2 separate regions of the Pan troglodytes genome follow, and region 2 is linked to region 1. Evidence: chromatin contacts called from public Hi-C data. All regions are on one chromosome and are shown on one strand. Each heading gives the region's core, a stretch centred on a gene start, on an enhancer-like site or on the middle of the called end of the contact. The rest is flanking DNA. Distances are from core to core; before and after follow the strand shown. Region 1 has its middle 9.4 kb from the start of SP8. Region 2 overlaps SP4 (Sp4 transcription factor).

Region 1 (6,784 bases), core at 1,842-4,341:
GCTTGGTACATTTATAATATCAGTTGCATTACATGCAGAATCAACATTGATTTAAGAGGTGGGTTATGACAAGGAGAAATATTGTCTGGAAGAAGATTTCTTTGGGGTGATTGAAGGGGGACATTTTTTCTGCTGTACAGATGTGCAAACTTTCCCTTTCTTCCTTCTGGCTCCTCACCCTTCTAGCTTTGCTTGGTTTGTTTTGGTGGTTATGGAACAATATTTCTAGCTTAATTTTCTGCAGGGTGGGCAGGGTTCTTTTGGGAAAACAGAAGATGAGGTACCAAATTGTGATTTTTTTTTTTTTGTTCCTGCTTTGTCCCTGATAACGCACTTCCTGGCAGTAGCTGGAGGCTCACTCAAGTGAAGTCAAAGGCCAGGTCTCACTTTGAACCAAGGGACAAGCTTCCAGTCTGGCAGATCAAGATAGAGTTAAACTAGTTGTTGACCCAGAGGTCAGGCCAGCATATATCAGCCCACCCTCCAGAGTCTGGAAAGGGCTGCCAATCCAACCATTTCCATTTCCTACCGCATCTCTTCTACAAACTTGAATGTTTCTTCCCTATCCTGCTTTCTCCTTTTTTGGCTCCTTCCTTCCTCACCTTCTCTCTTTGTGGATGATCTCTTTCACTGAGAAATGTGTAACTGTGATTTGTTGAGGCTGGATTATCAACTGAAATATTTTATGTAAGAAACTTAATTTAAACCAATATGATGACTTCCTCTCAGAACAACTGATGCTGGAGAAAGCTCCTGAATGGGTTTGCCTTCCTTCCGCCCTGCTCCTACCGGAATCTTGGCATAACTTCTCAACTGGGCTTCCTTTGGTTAGAGAATACTGAAATTAAAATTTAAAGACAAGCAGGTGATGCGACTGGACTCCTAAGTAGGCAGATCGATAATTTTGCTATCATTTTCATCTTCATGGATCTTTTGGTGAGATTATTAAATGGAATGCTACAGAAGGCTTGTAGAGGAATTTTTTTAAAAATAAATATTGTAGAGGATTAGCTCAAAGGTCAGATGATCTTTTTGGCTGATAAATTAAGGCAGAAAAAGGAGGAAAAAAGTGTGCATGTGATTATTATCTGTTTGCCTAAGATGGTAAAGATAAATATTATCATGAAAGAATTTAAGAATTTTGCTCAGTGTTTTGTACAAACCAGCCTCAAAAAGGGATTGATTTGATGCAGGTATTTTGAATAAACTGTGGTTGTTCATTTTACTACTGATTTTTGCTGCTTCTGTCCAAACAGGCATTATTTCTCTTTACACTCCTAAGAAAAACCCAGATATTACCAACGTCTTTATCCTTCTCTCTCTTTTTAAAAGTATGGTTTCTGCAGTTGCTTCCTTCCTTCCTTTCTTCCTCCTTCTCTCCCTCCCAATCTCCCTCCTTTTTAAAAAATGGCGCAGAAGATCAATTCTGTGCCTGTATTTCAAGAAAATGGTGTTAAGGAATCGAAATATAGTAATGCTGTACCCATTTTAAAGTCAGGGCTTTGGTTTTGGGTGGCATCTTTTGAAGACTGCTCAATATAAATAGTTGATGTTATTTTAAAAATAAGATTCAGAATTTTCTCCCTGTTTATTCCCTGCTTCCGGATTAAAGGAAAGCCGCTAATTCCTTGCCATCCTGGACCCTAGCCGCTGCGGTTTAAGGGGATGCGCGTCAGTGGCCATGTCTTTAGATTCGCTGCTCTCCCTGTGAGCAGAAATGTTGATTTGCTACAGCGGCGGGGAGGGGGGATCTATTTTTCCCTAGTCCCTCGGCGCATGTTTAATTTAATTTAATTTTCTGCGGAGTCTCTTGGCGGTGAGGAAAGCAGCCTTATACATTTTGCTTTGGTTCCTGACGAACAGTGGGAGAGCTCTAGGGACAGCGGGGAGGGCTTGAGGTGACCTAGAACTCGGAATAAAGGCCCGCTACAAGCTGTCGCTTTTTCCTGGTATTCTAGTACCGTTTTTGAAAGTCCATCTACCGGAAATGTTGCTTTTTTTTTTTTTTTTTTTTTTTTTTTTGAGATGGAGTTTTGCTCTCGTCTAGGCTGGAGTGCAACAGCGCAATTTCGGCTCACTGCAACCTCCGCCTTCCGGGTTCAAGCGATTCTCCTGCCTCAGCCTCCCCTGTAGCTGGGATTACAGGCGCCCGCCACCACGCCCGGCTAATTGGTGCATTTTCAGTAGAGACCGGGTTTCACCATGTTGGCCTGGTCTCGAACTCCTGACTTCAGGTGATCCGCCAGCCTCGGCCTCTTAAAGTGCTGGGATTACCGGCGTGAGCCACTGCGCCCGGCCTGGGGCTGCCGCTTTTAAAAAGCCCATTCCTCAACTTTGCTTCTCAGGCACCAATTTCTTGTTGCGCGGGAGGAAACGCTGGCAGCGACCTCTGCTTCTCTCGCAGGGCGCTGAGCCGAGGTCTGGCCTGCCCAAAGTTCCCTTCGTTCTCTTTTCGAATGAATTCTGCGAGAGGTTTTGAGCCTGGGAGGATTTCCCAGCCTTTCTAAACGCTACCCTCCGCTTTCCTCTTCCCAGCTCCTCGAAGTGCCCAGTACATTGAGAAAGACCCCCGGGCCCTCCCGGGGAGGGTTCCGAACTGGCGATCCGCACGGTCCGCCCGCAGGTAGCAGCGAAGAGTGAGGTGGTGGTCTGGGGTCTCCCCGCGAGCCCTGGCCCCGGCCCCGGCCCGGGCCCGCCGCTCCCCTCGGGCTGCGGGCCGGAGCAGCCCAGCGCCGCGCCCACCGCACACAAAGGCGCCGCTGCCGCCTCCGCCCGCTGCACGGACAGCGAGCGCCACCCTGTGCCCTGCTCCCGTTCTGCAGCGCGCTCAGCGCGGGCAATGCCGGCCAGACCCGCGCCCGCCAGTCCCGGGCCTCTGACCTTGGGCAAACCCACGGTGGGAATCGACGCGGGGAGCCTCCCCCCGCCCCGCTCTCGCCTGTGGGCTCTCAAAAGACACTCGGGCCGGACAGGGTGAGGGATTCCCCTGCCTTCGCTTCCCTCCCTTGCTTGCTCTGTAGTTTTCCCGCACCAGCCCGCTGCCCTGCGCCATCCTAGCGCCTCGGAGCCCGGGGAATCTGTCCCATCCTGTCCTGGGGTGCCGCGCTTTGATCTTTCTGCCCGTGCCACCGGAGGCTGCTGCGGCGTGGACAGACTCAGATTCTTCTTCCTGAACTTGTTCAGATTTCTCTCTGTCCTGGCCCACGACTGCCTGCCTTTCTTCACCTCCTGTGCTCTTTTTTTGGCCAAACTGCTTTGTGTTCACTCGCACCCGCCTCCTCTCCCCAGCGACGTCAAAGTGCAGCGTCCTCCATAGGTGGCAAGATTTATTCTTGTCATTTTATCATGGGGTTGCCAGACTCGACGAGTGAAGGAACTTGCCTACCTTTCCCCACACTGTTATCATAAAGAAGGCGCAATTAAGTGTGACTGGCTGTGAAAACTCTTTGCCCTTTTTAGTTTCAGGATATCAAAAAAGTTTAGCTACCCTGGGGACTAACAGAAAAAGTGATGGATAGATAGGTGGATGGACACAGATGTAGAATCACTGAACCTGTTGAACAGAACTCTACTGCATTGCACCCAAAACCCAACAACCTCTCGTGGGCTTCCTTCCCAATGCTCTTCTCTCCCGACTCTGGGCCTCTGGGTCTTTGGGGACTGCTACCAACATTCTGAAGGTCCCTATTCTGGTGACATCTGAAAGGAGATCAAGATAGATCAACCCTTCGGAGAAGAGCGTCATGCTCCGCTTAAAGGTCTTTATTTGGAGAATGTACCTGCCTCTCCCCGGGCTGCCTGAGGAAAGGAGCTGGCTCCTGGTAAACCTTTCCCCAGCCCCACCCCCTGACTCTTTTAGGCGCCTCTAGGTCTTAGGCCTTCTGGTCTTGGAAGCTCATCGCACAGGTTCGGATCTGTGGGTTCCACTTTGTATTCTCGAGACATGCCAAGGATTAAACTTGGCTTTTATGGGTGGTTAGATACGCACTATGTACATGCATTTAAGGCATCCTGTGATGAGGCTGCAGCATAAATCTTCTCCCGCACTTATATTGAAAGAGCTCTCGGAGACGCACACCTGCGCGTGACAGGGCTCCAGTCATGTCCCCTCGTGGCTAAATCCACGGGCTCCACTGACCCCAATCCCCCACAGTGGGGAAGGAAGGAGGGTCGCCTATCTTCGCTTGCAAAGCCCCTGCAGCCGCCGGTAGAAGCAATCTGGCTTCCCGGAGCTCCAGGATATAATTGACACGTCCACCTCCGGAGCCGCCACCACTCTCCTCCCTCAAGCCAGCCGGCGATGTGAGCCCACATCCCCACCCCCTCTCTCCGGGGTCCGGAAAGCTGGGAAGCGCTGGAATGCCGCGTTCTCTCAACCTATTGTGCCTAGGTGTTGCAAACCACTGGAGGACAGAGCTTCGCGCTTTGATCTCATGTCCCAGTCATTCTTTAGCACAGAGGGGTGAGTTTAAATTAAATTTCTTTCTCTGCTGATAAGTCGTAATGGGCCTCAGAAGGTGAATAATTATGCAGTAACATTTCATGGGTTGTTGGAGTGGGAATTCCCACTGCGCTGTCATCAGGAACAGAATTTCCCTCGTACGCTCAATGCTAAATGAAGCTTTGCAAGTAAGCCACAAGTGTCTTTCAAATCTCGATGCAGATGATCTAGTCCTTCCCTACTCACCTTTCTTGCCCCTACAAATCTGTGTCGTCCTTTATTTTTTCATTCGTAGTTTAATAAGTGGTTTACGAATACTTTTAAAATCAGTGCTGAAGGATCTTATATTTGAGGTAAAAAAATACTTAGCTTTGATGATTATGCATTTCTATCAAGACAAAGCACACACTGATGAAAGCTGGGGACGCATTTTCCTGGGAAAAGGCAGATGAGCCACCTGAGATTTATGTCCAAATACCTGGATTTAGTCTGGCCAACTATCTTCACTTATTTTAGTGAAATAGTGCTTTTTGGTTTGATTCCTGAGGAGAGTCCGGACCCGAAGTTGCTGCAGGCATAAGATTTGATCATTAGTGTTCTGAAGGTATCTAGTTTGCAGTTGAGAAATTGACTTTCCATGCAAGAAGGTTAAAAGGAAAAATGCCTTGGCTGCTTCACTCAAAATAGCCACCTGCCTATTAGAAAATGTGGACTTAATTCTTGGAGATATCAATTTATATTTAATTTCCCTCCAAGCTAGATAAAAAAAACAGCATCAACAGTTTGGATATTGTAAATGGGTCATGACGTTTTGATACTCAAAGGAAAATCAGACCCTTAAAGAACTCTCTAAAATTGTAATTTAAAAGCACAATGGAACTCTTTATTGTTTTGTTTTTTAAAAAAAATCCTCTATACCCCCATTCACTTTAGTGCTTCATTGCATAGCATTTTCACTGTTTACTTTTTGTGCCTTTACATGTCTTCCTTTAAATGAATTGAGCTCCCTCAAGCTTTAAGATTTCTAAATCAACACACAGAAACTGGAGCCTGCTTATCAAGTTTTCACTCCTCTCTTGGCAACTAATTTGAAAGGGCTCAAACAATAAGTTGATTTACATTATGCTCATTTTACCCTGAAATCTGTGCGAATGTTGAAAAACCCTTAATCATTCATCTTGGGTTATCTTTACATCTTTGGGGGAACCAATCCTTCCAGCTTTAAGTTTTTTAGCTACTCCATTTTAAGCGCTGAAATAGAAGAAAGAAAGTAGATCTTTTTCTTTTTTCCCCTAAAGTTCAAGTGATTGTCTAGTTCAACTGAAAATAAAGGATTTGTACTGCCCAATTTTGCACCCAATTTAATGTCCCTAATTATGTAGGCACCCTATCATCAGGTTTCCCATCATTTCAGGAAGTTTTGTGCTCATTCTTGTACACTGATCAATGCTTCATTTTTCTCTTACATGCCTATCTCTTATGATTATTATTTTTTTTCTAAGCAGGTTCTTTCCCCTTTCAATTTAACAAACAATGGCCTTATTGCAGGGAGGTGGGGAGGGGAGCTAGTACCAGGTGGAAATGTGTTTAAAAGACATTCACGTTATTTAGCTTCAAAAATATTATTGAGTTATATATCCTCTTTAACAGAATTTACACAGACTTTTTCTATAGATAAATGAAGTTTTTATTTAGGGCAAAATATTTTTTATAACATTAAATTATATTTCTCCCAAAACTTTAAGAAAAGAAAGTTTTTATAGATGACAATTCAGTGGCTTTTTACTATGAGGCAAAGTAACTTTTGCTGTTTCTTCCAGTAAATAACTATTTGACTTAAAACTGCAGTGGTTAAGTTTAAGGTCCATATACATTATACTTCCTGTGTCCTCAGTATTGACATATTTTAGTGAGTTTCACAATTGAATGTTGTCATAGCAATGAACAGAGATCATTAAAACAACCTTGTAAATATTTTGGCTACAAAATACTGTATAGTTTTCAGTAGAAAGCATATGATATATTAATAATTCATTTCATATGTAATTATTAAATTTGAAATGCATTGCTTAGTGATGTGTTCACTTAAGTGTCTTAGTATGTATATCCAGGAAAATCAGATTTGGTGAACTTTTCATTCTTGAAGTTCTGCTTGTTGTTTTGTAGAGAAAATATTACTTTCACAATACAGGTATAATAGATCCCTGCTGTAAAGAAATAGTATTAATAATTTATGTCCATGAAGGGGTTTGGAACTACTTTTATTATTTTATGCTGCAAAAGCAGTGGCATATTCTTTTTCCCTTCAGTTTTTAAGTAAACTTTTTATTTTGGAATAATTTT
Region 2 (7,296 bases), core at 3,382-5,881, 730 kb before region 1:
AAGGCCCTGACCCCAGGTCAAACACAAACTCTATGCCAAGCCACAGTTGGCAAGCCTGGTCTTGGTATCTTATTCCAGGGTCTAGCTAGGTTCTGACAGGAGGAACCTGGGATTTCTCTGTACAAAGGTGGAGGCAGTGGCCTACTTAAACAAACAAACTGTATTTAGGCTGGGCGCGGTGGCTCACACCTGTAATCCCAGCACTTTAGGAGGCTGAGGTGGGTGGACCCTGAGGTCAGGAGTTTGAGACCAGCCTGGCCAACATGGTGAAACCCTGTCTCTACTAAAAATACAAAAATAGTAGCTGGGCGTGGTGATGCACACCTGTAATCCCAGCTACTTGGGAGGCTGAGGCAGGAGAATCGCTTGAACCAGGCGGGGTGGAGGTTGCAGTGAGATTTGGATGCTAGGAGATAAATTACCTGCTGTAACTGCCCCGGGTGTGCCTGCCTACCAGACACTCCATCTTGCAAGACCACCATTAAAAGTCTCGCTTCCATTGTTTGTGTCTCCAAGTCCATTCTTTGGGTTTGGACAGGTGAATCTGTGTTTCTCACAAACCTGGGGGCCTGTCTGGGATCTCTGTGCCTGCATGGAGTGGGACTCCAGCCGAGAGGGCAGAGGTGTCCCACCCGATTTGGGTGGCCCACTCTGTCCGGGCGTCCTGGCTCCCCACAGAAGCCACAGACAAACCTGAGACTGTTATTCAGGAGGCAGCAGAGGCGACACAGGGAGAAAAGCAGGCACTGCAGCAACCAGGCAACCTCGTGCAGAAGCCAAGGGAGGAAAATTGGACTGTAAGTACTGTCTTGGTGGTTGGGCATTTTCAGAGGTTGAGTGTGTGTGACTGAGATGTACCCTAGATATGAAGCAAATGCAGAGTCCCAATCCATGGTTCCGTTCTCCCGTGAGGAGAATGGACAAAGAATGGTCAGAGAATGGATGAAGTGATTCCATGGGTGTGCAAGAAACCTCCAGTAGGGGGTGCTGAGAACACAGGGAAAAGCTCAGACACAGACTGACCAAAAATGGGAAACAGAAATTCCTAGGCCTAGGGGACAAGGGAAAGAGGGAGCCAAAGAGACTCCCTCTGACATTTACCAGCATAGTCCTATGGCCTAAGTTTGGCTCAGATAAAAATTAGGTGTGCCAAGCTTTAATTCTCTATGTGAATAATAAAACCCCAACCTCACAAGAGATAGGTTATGCTCTCTGCTGGATCAAGGAATTAGCCCCATATTCCCACTTAAAGAAGAAGAAAAAGAGCCTAGTAAAAATCCCTCACCCAGGGAAAAGCCCTGGGACCCCATCATCCATGCCCCTCCATACATCTCACAAAACAGGGGACAGGAAAATCAAGGGGCAGCAGGAGGGTTAGAGGAGGAAAGACCTGGACACCATGGTGGAGCCAAACCAACTGCTCCTCTAAATCCTTATCCAAATTTAAGAAAAGAACACTGTAAGAGGGATATTGAGAACTTCCCTATTCCTTCCACACAGGAGGCACCTAGCATGTTCCCTCTTAGGGGAGTTCCCATGGGACAGGGAGAGACTGGCTTTGTAAATGCTCCTCTTACAAGTATTGAAATTAGGAATTTCAGGAAAAAAATGAAACCACTCCTAGAAGATCCACTCGGTTTAGCAGACCATCTGGACCAATTCCTAGGATACAGCTCTTACACCTGGGCTGAAATGATGTCCATCAAGAATATCCTGTTCATAGGAAGAGAAAGCGGAATGATCAGGAGAGTGGACATGACCATCTGGGAGAGGCAACACCCTCCCAGGCAAGAAGTCTCACCAGCCAAACAAAAATTTCCAAATGTTAATCCTGAATGGGATAATAATGATCCCAGGGACCGTGCCCAAATGTAGGATCTCCAGGAACTAATAATTAAAGGGATCAAGGAGTCCACTCGTAGGACATAGGACACATTCACGATTCAACAAGAAAAAGAGGAAACTCCTTCTGCATTCCTATATAGGCTCAGAGATCAGATGAGAAAATGCTCCGGATTAGATCTAGAGGACCCAGTAGGGCAATGCCTTTTGAAGGTTAACTTTGTAACTAAGAGCTGGCCTGACATTACCAAAAAATTACAAAAGATTTATGGATGGAAAGAGAAACCAACTGAGGATTTACTGAGGCAAACTCAGAGGGTCTTTGTAAGGAGAAAGGAAGAGAAGCAGAAACAAAAAGCAAAAATCATGGTTTCCACTGTGGAAGAGGTAGTCAGAAAAGGCTTACATCAAGATCCCCCACTTAGGAGACAAGGGAATTATAGATTTCAACACAAAGAAAGAAGGGAAATGCAGGGAAAAGGTCCTAAGACTATGAGTGGATGTTACAAGTGTGGAAAGACAGGGCATTTGAAGAGAGGATGTCCTAAATGGAAAAAAGAAAAGGTGATACCCCTCATGACTATTGATGAAGACTAGTCGGGGGCAGGAGCGCCTTCTGAGTAGATCCCACCAGGAACCCTTAATAAATCTGAAGGTGGGACCTGAGGGAGAAGTGACATTTTTGGTTGATACTGGGGCAGCTCACTCCTCCCTAATTCACCAACCAAGGGGTACAGAACTCTCTAAGGAAAAATTGAAAGTATCAGGGGTAAAAGGGGAGGGATTTCAGGTTCCAATATTTAAGAAAATTTTAATTACATCAGGAGCAAAACAAATTGAGGCGTCACTTGTTCCTGAAGTAGGAACTAACCTCCTGTGTCGAGACCTGATTGTGAGATTGGGTTTAGGATTAGGAATAGAGGAAGGACAAATAAAAGTAATGATGGGCCTCCTGACAGAGGAGGAGGAAAGAAAAATTAATCCCCTTGTGAGGGTTAGGGAAGGCAACAGAGGGTTAAAAATCACACCCTTACAGATTAACCTAAAACAACCAGAAGTAGTTTGCAGAGAACAATATCCCATTTCCACTGAAGGGAGAAAAGGTCTCCAACTGGTAATAGAGGGATTGATTAATGATGGACAATTAAAACCCTGCATGTTACAATACTCCAATTCTCCCAAAGAGCCTGATGGGTTGTATAGATTGCTACAAGATCTAAGGGCTATAAATCAAACTGTCCAGACCTACCACCCTGTGGTGACTAAACACTACACCCTCTTTAGTAAGATACCCTATGAACGTAAGTGGTTCAATGTGGTGGATCCAAAAGATGCATTCTGGGCATGTCCCCTAGACTTTAGGATTAGGGAACCTCTTTGCCTTTGAATGGGAAGATGCTATAACTAGGAGAAAACAACAGTACCCCTGGACTGTGCTGCCACAAGGTTTCACAGAAGCCCCAAACGTATTTGGTCAAATCTTAGAAAAAGTCCTGGAGGAATTTCAACCTTCCAGGGGAACCCAGTTGTTACAATACATAGATAATCTTTTAATTTCTGGGGAGAGGAGGGCCGAGGTATCAGAAACCACCACAAGCTTAATTTCCTAGGAGAAAGGGGATTGCGAGTATCTAAGAACAAACTGCAGTTTGCAGAAAAAGAAGTTAAATATTTAGGACACCTGATTAGTGAAGGGATGTGAAGAATAAACCCAGAGAGAATACTGGGAATAGTGGGTCTGCCTTTGCCTAAGACAAAAAGAGAACTCCAAAAATTTTTAGATTTAACTGGCTACTATAGGTTATGGATTGACTCATATGATCAAAAGACAAAGACTCTATATATCAAGTTACTAGAAGAAGAACCCAATCCCTTGCAATTGTCCTCAAAGGAAATTCAGGTGGTAAAAGAGCTAAAGCAGGCCCTCATTACAGCCGCGGTCCTGGTCCTCTCATCTTTAGAGAAACCATTCCATCTGTTGGTAACAGTGGATCACCCTTGGGGTGCTCACTCAAACCTGGGGAGGGAAGAGGGAATCTGTTGCTTTTGCCTTCAAGCTTCTCTATCCTGTCTCTCAGGGGTGGCCCAAATATGTGCAAGCAGTGCTGCCACAGCCCTGCTGGTAGGAGAGTAGAAAGCTAACCTTTGTTGGGGCCCTAATAGTAAGCGCCCCACACCAGGTCAGGAATATATTAAACCAAAAGCCGGGAGATAGTTTGAACACATTCTTCATAAAATATGAAGCCATATAATTAAGAAAAAAAATTATTTGCTTGTAACAACAAATATTTGCCTAAATGCAGCCAGTTTCCTATGGAAAGGAGAGGAGATCAAAGACATCAGACCAGAACTGCTTAGATATCATAGAATAACAAACCAAAGTAGGACCAAACCTTAGGGAAGCTCCACTACATGATGGGATAAGGCTCTTTGTGGATGAGTTGTGACGAACGAGAGACGGCAATGCTGTCACTGATGGAGATAAACACTCCCTATGTGAGAAAGGTAGATTACCTAATGGCTGGTCAGCCCAAATCTGTAAATTATATGGTCTTAACCCGGCCATAAAGCTCCTTAAGGCCAAAGAAGGCACTATATATACTGATTCTAAATATGCTTAATGGGTTAGAACACACTTTAAAAAAAATCTGGACAGAGCAGGGTCTAATAAATAGCAGGGGAAAATAATTGGTACCTGGGTAACTGGTCAAACAGGTTTTAGAAAGCCTCCTGCTTCCAGCAGAGGTAGCCATAGTTCATGTAAATGGTCATCTGAAAGGGAACACTATAGAAGCTACAGGAAACAGGCTTGCAGATGAAGCTGCTAAGCAAGCCTCCCTGGACGAAGAAATTAGACTATGTAGTCTGCTCCCAAACATCCCTAAGCCAGTATTAAGGCCCCAGTTTACCAGAGAGGAGGAGGAAGAATTAGACAGGACAGGGGTCACTCAGACTGAAGATGGCAAATGGGTACTTCCTGAAATAAGTAAACCCCTAATGAGAAAACTAGTATCTACATTACACAAATGGAGTCAATGGGGACCCCAGGCTTTGTGTGATACAATACTTAGGAATTATGGGTGTATAGGGATTTATACCCTTGCTAAACAAGCATGTGGAAATTGTGTTAACTTGTCAAAAGATAAACAAAAAGGTGATTAGAAAACAGGAAGACCTCCGGAGTAAGACCACTTCAAAGCATTCAAGTAGATTTCACAGAAATGCCCAAAGTAGGAAGACTGAAGTATTTACTGGTGATGGTAGATTACCTTTCAGGCTGGGTAGAAGCCTTTCCCCTTCCAACAGCCACTGCTGGGAATGTGGTCAAAATAATATTAAAACAGATTTACCTAGCTTTGGACTGATGGAAAATATTAATTCAGACAATGGAAGCCACTTTACCTCAAGGGTGTTAACGTGAATTATGGAAGGTTTACAAATTAAATGGGATTATCTCACCCCTTGGCATCTCCCTTCCTCTGGAAAGGTAGAAAGAATGAATCAAACTCTCACAAAGCATATCACCAAACTAATCTTAAAAACTAAAATGCCTTGAACCAAATGTCCCCCAATAGCATTCCTTAGATTAGAACAAGCCCCAATAAAAGACTTGGGATTGCCCCTCTACGAGTCATTATATGGGCTCCTATATTTGTGCAGAGCTACAGATCTTCCGGCTATGGAAACCAAGGATCAATTTTTAAAGAAATTATATAGTGGCCATATACTCCACCCTGTCATCCCTTAGGTTAAAACGACTTCTAACTCAAACTTCACCTCTTGAGTTCATGGCTCACCACTTTCAGCCTGGTAACTTGGTGCTGATTAAGACTTGGAAAGAAGACAAGCTCCACCCAAGCTGGGAAGGTCCCTATCAAGTGCTCCTGACCACTGAGACAGCCATGCGAACAGCTGCATGAGGTGGACTCACTATACTCGAGTCAAGGGACTGGTAAAGGAGACCCTGGAAAGGAGGGGAAAAGACGAGTGGAAAGTGCATGGGTCACCTAAGGAACCCTTAAAGTTAACTCTGAGAAAAATCTAAAAAGAAAACATGGGCTGGCCCCAGTTCTGGAAGACTCTTGGTTATATGGGTTAGGGGCAGACATCACAGGGAAAGACCCCGTAGGGCAATTTATTCTCAAACTCATCAAAAACTCAACCCCACAAGTGTCTGGTACTGCTCCAAGCCCAGGCCCTAGTAAACACTTTAGTCCACCAAATAATGATCCTAAAAGGCTAAAAATAATTGAGGTAAAGGATGTAAAGCAAACCTTAAAAACTGAGGGTATGGGGATGTGAATGCCTGGGTTGAGTGGGTCACATTTTTGGTACAAGCCCTCAACAAGAGTAACTACTATGCATGTGCTGCGGGAGGACCTCAGGCATGGGTGGTTCCATTTCCCCTAGGATGGAATACTGATCCTGAAGTAATGTGTTGCATGTTGGCTCTATACCGAGACAAGGATGCATGGGAAAATGAGACTTGTAAGAGTCTGTCATTGCTCTTTCCCGCATTGTGGAGAGGGGTCAGAACCCCTCATTCTCTACAGGGAATATGAACTACTCCTCTTGCCTCTCCAGGCAGGGGGCAGAATTCAATAAGCCCATGGGAGAACTCTCAACTTGTACCCACATCCTAAGCATCACAGGTTGAGTCAGGCAATGGCAATTACTCAGCTCTCCATACACCACGGCTGATGTCTGGTGGTACTGTGGGAAAAAAGGATGATAAGTTGTTACCATCCAATCGGACTGGGACTTGTGCTTTAGTCCAGTTGGCCATTCCCTTCATCCTGGTATTCCATAAGATACCCGAAAATACACACGGCTACCAAAACCAGAGAGATTTGACGTATCTTTTGATCCCAATATATATGTTAACTCTATAGGAGTTCCCGGAGGGGGGGGGGTGCCTAATGAATTTAAGGCCCGAAACCAAATAGCAGCTCGGTTTAAGTCAGCACTCTTCTGGTGGTCAACTATTAAGAATGTGGACTAGATTAACTACATCTATTATAATCAACAGAGATTCATCAATTATACTCGGGACATCCTCAAAGGGGTGGCTAGCCAGTTAAATGCCACCAGCCAAATGGCCTGGGAAAACAGGCTTGCGCTAGACATGATACTAGCAGAAAAAGGGGGCGTATGTGTTATGCTGGGTGGGAAATGTTGTACTTTCATTCCCAACAATACTGCCCCAGATGGGACCATCAGAAAAGCTTTACGAAGACCAACAACTCTGGCCAATGAACTGGCAGAAAATGCTGGAATTGATGACCCATTTATGGGTTGGCTAAAAGATTGGTTTGGAAAATGGAAAGACATGGTAGCCCTCAATCCTTACATCTCTCATAATTGTGGCAGAAGTCTTAACAGCAGTGGGATTTTTGTATTATCCCTTGTGTGGGGGGACTAGCACAGAGATTAAAACAGCTATTAATAAACAAA

What was found. A called contact is a pair of places that touch in the nucleus more often than the background predicts.
Region 2: a contact with region 1 is called in a Hi-C map of induced pluripotent stem cells, with 2.9 times the contacts expected there. The contact joins two enhancer-like sites. A contact is called at or near these places in 1 of 7 Hi-C or Micro-C datasets (induced pluripotent stem cells) and 1 of 1 other capture datasets (stem cell-derived neural stem cells).

What each region holds. Positions count from the first base shown.
Region 1 is chr6:26,588,883-26,595,666 of NHGRI_mPanTro3-v2.0_pri, reverse strand. No RefSeq gene overlaps it. Among named protein-coding and RNA genes, the nearest start is that of SP8, 9.4 kb to the left of the region's middle. Within about 2 kb of position 3,091, at least 3 of the 24 cell types and tissues checked have an H3K27ac peak or open chromatin away from gene starts, as enhancers often do. A contact at or near this core is called in induced pluripotent stem cells, where this site is marked.
Region 2 is chr6:27,324,471-27,331,766 of NHGRI_mPanTro3-v2.0_pri, reverse strand. The region is part of intron 5 of SP4 (Sp4 transcription factor); the gene reads right to left. Among named protein-coding and RNA genes, the nearest start is that of MIR1183, 34 kb to the right of the region's middle. Within about 2 kb of position 4,631, at least 1 of the 24 cell types and tissues checked has an H3K27ac peak or open chromatin away from gene starts, as enhancers often do. A contact at or near this core is called in induced pluripotent stem cells, where this site is marked.